Linked DNA regions of Hordeum vulgare: region 2 is linked to region 1. The links are chromatin contacts, called in public Hi-C maps. All regions are on one chromosome and are shown on one strand. The core of a region is the stretch at or near the end of the contact, and the rest is flanking DNA. Distances in the headings are between cores, read along the strand shown.

Region 1 (4,549 bases), core at 1,670-4,169:
CAAACGTACCAGGGACGGTCGTCCCCTTTTAACAGAAGGGAAAGAAATAAAACTTTTGGAAAGAAAAGAAGACAATGGGATGCTCCGCAGAAATCGTTTCAGTTCGGACTCAGTGGATGGAAAACCATCCAGTTTATGACGACCATTCAAAAGAAAGAAGGGCCTGACGATCGACGGCGAGAAGCTTCGGCCGCCTCAATTATTGCCGCCTCGACCCAATCTCACCGGCGATGAGCTACGTGACGCGGCTAATTCTGCTCCTCTTGCCAACATTTTCCAACGAGCAAGCAGCAGCAACGAGTTCTTGCCGTCAAAATGGGAAGGCCGAAGGCAGGAGAATGAGGAAAGAACAACCGGCCTCCGGTCTCTCTCTGCTGGTGTCGGCTAGTGGCCAATAATTGGGGAAATATATCCTGCAAGTACACACTAACTCGTACGGTTTTGGAGGCATGTTCCGTTCCGTTAATTAACAATCAATCATAATCCCGATAGATACAGACAGACAAGCACATCAATCATCAACCATTAATCATCATATTCCGGCAGTAATCGGACTGTTACATCAAGCATTAATCATTAACCATATTCCAGCCTCATTCCTAGCATCAGATCAAAGGTGGTACTGGCACTCACTCTCGTTCTACTACTACTAGAGCTACGTAACGTACTAGTACTAGCCGAGCCGACGGCAACGACCAAAATTTCCAACGAGTGAATCGATTCAGGCGGAGACGTCGTGGGTCCTGCTTCGTGTGGGGCGATCGCCGTCGAGCAGAGCTCTAGTCGGAGCGCCGGGCCGGGGTCCAGTGCGGCAGGGCGGGGCTGAAGTGGCTGGACACCACGCGCGAGTCCAGCAGCTCGATGATGGGCGGGAACGTGACGCACCGGGGCGCCTTGTACTGGTTGATGCTGGCGCCCCGGGAGATGGCGTAGTCCATGAGCTCCTCGAACGTGCCGCCCCGGACGACCCGGATCTCCAGCGCCCCGATGGAGCCGTCCGCCACCCTGCTCTGCCTGTACACCGTGTTCAGCGCCTCCTCCATCTCCAGGCAGCAGGCGTCCAGGGTGCCCTTGTCCACCGCCGTCGCGCCGGCGCCGGCGCCCGTCGTCAGCAGCTCCCAGTACACCACGTAGTGCCCGGGGATGCTCTTGGTGCACGCCTGGCTGGTGTACTCCGCCACCGACGCGCCGTGCGGGCGGAGCAGCGTCGCCGCGCGCTCCACGGCGCGCTGCAGCTCCGCCTCGTCCGTCTTGTCCGACTCGATGGACAGCAGCACGTTCTTGCGGCGGACGAACTGGAACTGTGGCGCCGCATTGTGGAACCCGGTCACGCGGAGGACGTCGCCGACGCGGTACCGGTTCAGCCCGGCGTAGGTGGTGATCACCAGCTCGTACTCCCGCCCGGCCTCCACGCGCGCGAGGTCCACGAGGTTTCCCGCGTCCACGCACGACGCCGCGCCGGTCGCCTCGTCCACGGGGAGGAACTCGAAGTACCCCATGTTGGGCATGATGGTGTAGGACACCTCCGAAGGGTCGCAGAGCGGGCGGAGGTTGAGCCCGAAGTAGCACTCGGATGACGCGTACATGGTACACGCCATCGGCAGGTCGCCGCTGTAGTACTTGAGGGTGCCGATGTACTGCGCCATGGCGCCGGTGACGATGACGTCCAGGTATTTCGTGTTGGGCCAAATGCGCCTGACGATGCCGGCCCAGTCGCCCTTGCAGCACTCGTCCCGGACGAACTGGGCGAGCTCGGGGTCCGGCCGGAGGATGCCCGCCACCGCCTCGCGCACGGAAGCGTCGGTGACGCGCGGGGTGAGCGCGCCGGCCTCGATGTCGGCGGCCAGCTCCTCCCAGTTGAGCTGGAGGAAACGGATCGCGCGCAGGAGGCCGGAGGCGAACACGGCGCCGACGCGGAGCACCTCGTGGCGCTGGCACAGACCGCACACCATCTGAGCGTACATGCTCTCGAACGCGTCCGCGCAGAGGATGGCCGCCGTCGGGCTGGTGTAGTTGTGGTAGGGGTCGTAGGGGCGGTTCTTGAACTGCTCGCTCTTGTAGTAGCTGGTGAGCACTGGCCGCGCCGTGAGGCCGCTCGGGGTCTTGGTCTCCGACTTGACGAACAGGAAGTAGAGGCCCTTCCCCTTGTCAAGCCCGGACAGATATCTGCAAGAAACATTGGGTCGATCGATCGATCCATGGATCAATCAGCAGCTGTTCTCTCACTTTGGAGTTTGGACTGGAGAAATTGATTACTTGTTGATCGTGGAATGCCATCGAGTGCCAACTTACAGGTTCATGACCGGCATAAGGAGGCTGTAGAGGAGCTGGCGGCGGTCGAGCTCGTCCTTGATGGTGGGCATGAGCTTGCGCTCGCCGGCCGACGTGCCGGAGCTGGTGAGGAACTCGGAGACGGGGTGCGTGGACAGGATCGGCGACCGATCCCCGTTGACAATGCGCTGGATGTAGGGCTGCAGAGCGTCGTAGGACACGACCGGCACCTTGGCCCGGAAGGTGTCGCGGTCGGCGGCGCCGTCGAGGCCGCAGTTCTTGAGGTACTCCGTGTCGACGTTCCGGGCGAGGATCTCGGCCAGGACGCGCTCCTGCACGGAGTCGACGTTGCAGGTCATCTCGTCGATGAAGCGCAGCTTCTCGGCGTCCTTGGCTTTTGCTGCGGCCGCAGCCTCCGCCACCGGTGACGAGGCCGGGCTCCGCAGAGCCGCGCCGATCGCCCTCGACACATCAGTCATAGCCGCCATTTGCTGAATACGAGACACTAGGAGAAGCAGAGCAGGGAACGCGAGCTAGAGCTAGGTGAAGAATGCCGGCCGGATGCGTGGGAGGGAGGGGAGGGGAGGGAGGGACAGGAATGTTTGCTCGATCGACTGCTGTGTTGTGGTGGTACTAAGCCTGTGTCAGAACGGCTCGGCGTGGCCAGTTATTTATAGGGGAGAGCGGCGCGCGGATGAGGATGACGGAGCTCGGCGGCCGCGAAGGAGGACATGAGATGGCATACGTCAAGGAACTGTCTGTCCATGGCGGGGCAGCCAGGGCCCAGTGTCCCGTCCGGGGGTGGACATGCAGCCGGCAAGGACAGCGGCACGTACGCGGCTGCCGGCCCGACGGTAAAGGATACGAGTGCCAAAGTTGCCATTGTGTGCACGCATCGACCGCGACGCGCGCCATGTCTTGACGCATCTGATCTCCGTTCCATGCATGTAAGATGTAACAGGGGCAGCAGCGGTTATGCGACCGGCGTGGTGGTGGCGACGTGCATTGAACCGCAACCGATCGGGGCTCAGTGGTTGGGAGGGCGACTGCGACTGGACCGGCTCACCTCGCGACACGTCCTCGGAGCCGCGGCGCGATCGCCAACGGAAGAAGAAGAAGAAGAAAGAAAAATGGGGGGCTGCTCGCTCGCTCGCTCGCTCGCTAAATGTGCAGGATCCGGCTGGGGATCCGGTTCGCGTTAAAGGAAACTTCGAATCACCGGCCTGGCCGCCAATTTTTATTGCAACATGCAGCAGGGGGCTGACCGGCGGGTTTTTTATGCGCGCCACCGGATGGATGGCAGTGCCAGTGCGCGTCCGTCCGGCCGGCGGCTCGTGCGCGCAGGTGGTTTGTTGACGAGCGCCACCGCCCGCACCGCCCATGCGGTCGCCGGCCTGTGCATTATTGGACGAGGGAGGGAGGGAGCGCGGGCAGCAACTGGGCGGCTAGCCTACAGCGTGGAGCGGCGAGACCACCGGACCGACCGGACGTGCGAGGCGGGGCTGAGCTGGTGACCACGCGGGCGACACCGCGTCCCTGCGCGCGCTCCCGCCACACCAGAGCACGCGCCGGCCGAGACGGGCGTGAAAGTCCTCGCCCATTTTTGACCAGGCACGGGCACGGGTGTGGGGGGGTTGGTTTCTGGGTTTCAGCGTGCGGTGGTGCGCAGAGGCTGTGTGCCGGCAAGCGCCGGGAAGCTTCCGCTTTTGCTCGACAGGATGACGGGGGCAAAAGGTTTGGATTTTGTCTCACGTGAACCGGAGGAGGACAGCCAGCCATGTGTTGGAAAACCCTTTTTGTCCAAAGATGCGATGCGAATGCGATGCCATGCACGCCCGTGCTGGAATTCCCTGCGGCTACACTATTCTCTATTCTGACCGTGACAGTCACTTTGAAACGCTGCTTAATCAACTGTTAACTACTACTACTCCTTGATCGCTGTTAACTACAGGTAAGGTTGCGTGTTTTGCATGTGCGCTAGACTGTTTGGTAGTAGCTGACTTGCTGCTGTTGCTAGGCGTTGGTCTTTGGCCGGGCACAGTTGTTAATTATTGTTTTTTTTTTTGAACGTCAGTTGTTAATTATTGTTACAGGTGGGATCGTCCGTGGTGCGAGGTGCACAAACATATGTCCACATTGATTATGCCTGGGCATCGATCGATCCTGTGAAACGAAATGACGTTAGATTACCTGGCACGCACGGCGTTCCTATTGTCAAGTCAGGCAGCAGTTGTAGCTGACGAGTACTATGTCCCGTGTCTGTCAGCGTAACGATTTC
Region 2 (4,598 bases), core at 1,370-3,869, 250 kb before region 1:
TGCATCACTATTATAAAAAGGGGAACCTGCAACCCACCCACACAGAAAAAGGAACAAAACTGCCATGTAAGCGTGCAAAACAACTTATGTTACCTGCGGACAGCGTTTGAATGTGTGTATATCATGCCAGGAGGGGCAGGCATTGCACCAAGTACCATAGCACCACCACCAATATCCATTCCACCATAGCACATAGAGAATGAATCACCTATGACACCCTTGTCAACAAGCTGATCCATTATGCTAAGTTGACCACGGCCCAACCCCATTATGCCATCAGCATGCTGGCTGAACAAATCTCCAGTTTCAGAATTTTCACAGCCAAAAACAGCACGCTGTGGCTTAAGTTCACTTTCTGTGCCAAACGACACAATGTCCTCACCAAGTACCCCGCTGCTGGAGCTCATTTCAGCATACTGCCTCTCATAAGTGCACTGGTTCTTATCACTATCACAAGTGCAATCAACATTACATTTTACTGGTGAATATGTACTGGAGAGATCAGGTTGAAACCTTGGATCCTACATCAAGCAAAACATCGGCATGCGTTAACTGTCTGGTAATCCAGAAGAATTTAAAACCATAAATAGTGGTGATCTCCTAGACCAGTAGAATGAAATATTTTCCTATACGGCATGATGCTTATCGCAGCATGCATATCTTCATGTATTTTGAATTATAAAAATAGGCCAAAAACAAAATCATCTCCACACCAGTACTACACGAATGTCTTCAACAATGTTTGGTGATTCAGTAAGCAAAACACAATATAGAATACTAAATGTGATGGTACAACAATGATGGCAATTGCTAAATCATGGTCCATCATTATATTGCTTCAGTTGCATCAAGATGGTTACCGCAAATCAAATTTATTTATGAATTTGGTTTGTTGAAACTATACAGACCAGTAACCAGCAGTAGTCATAAAGTCTTAACTCTTTTTGCCTCCAGTGTTCATATTTTTAACATGTTACTTTGACCACAAGATATTGGCAGTATAAGACTTCAAATGCCACATCTCGGTTTGTATATGTTTCTCTTTACATCCCACTTACTCCCCTTTATGTTAGCTGACATCTATGCATCTCACTTATGTCCCTTTACACTGGCTGACAATGACATTACCAATGGAATTTTCAAACTGCGAGTTATACAAGACGAGCAATAGATGCATCTTCTTGGATTTGGCTATAGAATGTAGTAAAAACTGAAAATATATGACAAGGACGGGAAGCATTTTGTTCCGCATTCAGATAATCAGCACAGATTATAAAAACAGCAATACTAGATCTAGAACTGGGAATGGGATTGGTATAGTAACTAAACAGGTAACAAGACAAAAAAAATGGTGCTACAAACACATTGGCATGACCAAGCAAAACACCTGCCAAATGCATTGTCTGCCAATTGTTGGCAAGGGAAATGGGACCAAGAACATAGAGAAATTTAAGAGGAGTTGGCTAACACTTATTTAGGACTAATTATACCAAAGCCACAAGGTTTGGCAATCCAATGGAGCAACTTTTTGCTGAAACAATGTCCACGAAACAAAAGCCAAGTTTTGTTGGCTATTACCAAGATAAGCATGGTATTCACTCAGGAATACCGAACACGGTGTTAATTTGAGTCATCAATGATTTACAGAAAGCATATAATTTAGTATGCCTCGGTTTTACTACTCACTGCAGGCTGAGGAGGTGTCCTTAGTCCACCTACAATCTAGTACTCTACTCACAGGACATAACTAAACTTGAATTTCCTGATCTATCGACAAATTACGTGCCGAGTTATGCGAACTAAGAACGCTAAATAACGATGCATGCAAAGTAGCATTACAAACATGTATTCAGCTGTGAAACCACATAATCAATTAGCTAGCTTCAATGGTTCACACCTAGAGTTTCAGGCGTGGGTACCAAAATGTCCATCCAAATTAATCTAATCATCGCACAAAGTTTCTGAGCTGGTAGCTGAGCACAGGAGCAGAGGAATCAGGGCCCACCTGGTGGTTGCCACACTGCTCGCAGGAGGCGCAGGGCACGTAGGTGACGGTGCTCCCGGAGTCGACGATCAGCGCGAACTCCTGCGGGGGCGTCCCGATGTGCAGCCGCGTCGTGTAATACCTATAACCAATACGAAGACAATCCGCGAGCCTCAGATCCAACGGAGCATCCAGCGAATTCGGCGGGAAGGAAACGAGGGAGGAATCCGAACTGTACAGACCCGTTGGTGAGGAGATCGTCGTGGAGGCGCATGCGGGCGCTGGGGCGGCCTCCTTCGGCGAGCCCTCTCCTGGACCTGGACGACGCGACCCGGCTCGCGTTGGGGTAGGAGAGCGTGAGCGGGAGCACCAGCGGCGGCCGCGAGGGGGCGGCTCGGTCGGGGGATCCAGCCGCGGCGGCGGCGACGGCGAGGAGGAAGAGGGCCAGGGCGAGGGCTGGCAGCGAGCCGAGCGGACGACGCCAGCCGCGGCTCGCCATGGTCGGTCGCGCCGCGCGAGGAATGGGGGAGGGTCGAGGTCGTTGTGCCGAGGGGGGGCGGGCGGGCGACGAGGCCCGGGCCGAGGCCGAGGCGACGACTTGTTAGAGGAAGGGGGAGGGGCAATGTCGGAAATTCGCGGTTTACGCGAGCCGCCCGGGTCGGATAATATTCGTTAACGCCTACCAATGGAGAATGCATCGCAGGGCCCACAGGCCAGTGGAGGAAAATGGCCCGTGGTCCTGCCTGACGGCTGGGGTACGTGCACCTGGGGCCCCTCGGACGGGGGCTCTGGCATGCGACTGGATAAAGATTCGTAGCTGTGTATTTTTCCAGTGAGATTGGAGTGTGGAAGGGGAACGGGAGGAGCTGACAAGTGACAAGGGGAAGAACGGGAAGAACTTGTTGTACTCCCTCCATTTACTTATAAGTCACTATGAATTTATTTATTTTATTTATATAAGGCCACCAACAATAATCAAGACAAACATTAATGACTTTTCTCGTACTAACAACTTATTTAATTCTACATGCATGTAGTTATAATAATAATTAGTTACTTTCTCCACTCAGTTTGCTTGCATGCATGCACTATATTAATGATTAATGATCATAATAAATAAAAACAAAAGCTATCTTTAAAATTTTGTACTTACCTAGGTACGTCTAATATAAGTTTGTGGCCTTGTATATAAAAATGGAGGAAATAACATTGATTTGGGATGCCTTGACATAACTGTAAATATTTTGGGCTCAAACCTTAGTTTCAGGTTGGATTTGCTATTGGACTATATTGGGTTGATTTAAATAGTCCGAGAATCTAAAGCAAACTAGTTTGGCTTGGGTTTGATCAACAATTGGATTGGATTGGTTTAATCTGGACACAAACCATTCGGTCTCAAATGATTTCAGTCCATGAACAAAATCCAGTCTCTCAACCAAATTTATAGGAAGACCAGCTACCATATGCACGTACGTACCTCGATCCATTCCATCCATCAAGCCGCTGAGCATGAGCGGCCTGTCCGGGATCCCGGCGGTGTACATCTAGTTGGTGAAGGAGCATTAGGGCCCGAGCAACATATTCGACGGCAAGCTGGCCTCACGTCTCTTTGCAGTTTCCAATCGTTGACGTGGGCGGTTTCGACACCTTCAACCAGGCCTTGCGCATGCGTGGTCGCCGTACGCGAGACCGCGGCTGACTGGGGCATCATGCACGCGGCAGGCAGTAGGCGTGGAGTCGCACACGGACGTCAACACACCAACTTCTCGTATCCACAGTTTGGAATTGTGGGTTGAATCCAAAAGGGGGAAATAGTTTGGATGGGTTTGGACGAAAATTCCAAATAATGGCATGGATCCTAGTTGTAAACTTTTTGGGTTGGATTGATTTGGAATAAAGACCTAGACTTGTTTAGTTTGGGTTGGATTCAATATGGGTTTGAAACTATTCACAAGTCTATGCCTTGGGCATCTTTAAGCTTGAACTTTCGTATCTCGTTCAATCCTCTCATATCTTGATTTCATCTAAGTCGCAAAAACTTCATCTGCACAAATTTTCAAAAAAAAAAACTCATGAGATCGGTTAGTACATATAAGAATAAATCAACGCTTCATGTACTGCCAACACAAGTTGCATAATAATTTTCAAATATTAGATATTGTATACTATAATCTTCACAATTTATATCTATCAATATAAGTCATGAAAACTCTACGGTAAGTATATACCAAAACTATGGCAGCAATCTGTCCAAACAGAGCAGTGGGTAGCAATTTGTTTAAAAAGTGTACTTCTATATCTTCAAAATTTATGAATTTTTGGGACATGATAAAGAACTTATATGACATTACTCTGTAAAAATTTCTGAAACTTTTCATGTTCCAGTAAAATCAAGAAAATTCTGCATTAAACATAGAAGTTTCTGTTTTTAAACAGAATCAAGCAAACAAGTATCCACACTATCTCAAAGATTTTACTTGAAACCTTACTGAAACTAGATGATGCCCCGCGCGTTGCTGTGGAAGCATTGCTAAAATACGGATAAATAATTGTTATAAAAATAAAAAACTAATGAAAAGCGAATGTAAGCTTAAAAACAATAAAATACAAAGCG

The links. A called contact is a pair of places that touch in the nucleus more often than the background predicts.
Region 2: a Hi-C map of leaf shows a contact between it and region 1, with 4 times the contacts expected there. The contact joins the promoter of LOC123425475 here to the promoter of LOC123425474 in region 1. A contact is called at or near these places in 5 of 6 Hi-C or Micro-C datasets (leaf and seedling) and 1 of 1 datasets of contacts at active chromatin or transcription factors (embryo).

What each region holds. Positions count from the first base shown.
Region 1 is chr2H:120,734,076-120,738,624 of MorexV3_pseudomolecules_assembly, reverse strand. It overlaps LOC123425474 (indole-3-acetic acid-amido synthetase GH3.8), which reads right to left and starts at 2,919. Exons shown (of 2, transcript XM_045109176.1): 1 at 2,293-2,919; 2 at 512-2,166. The coding sequence starts at 2,759. The coding sequence ends at 780.
Region 2 is chr2H:120,986,172-120,990,769 of MorexV3_pseudomolecules_assembly, reverse strand. It overlaps LOC123425475 (aspartic proteinase 36-like), which reads right to left and starts at 2,619. Exons shown (of 12, transcript XM_045109178.1): 1 at 2,227-2,619; 2 at 2,006-2,126; 3 at 94-521. The coding sequence starts at 2,483.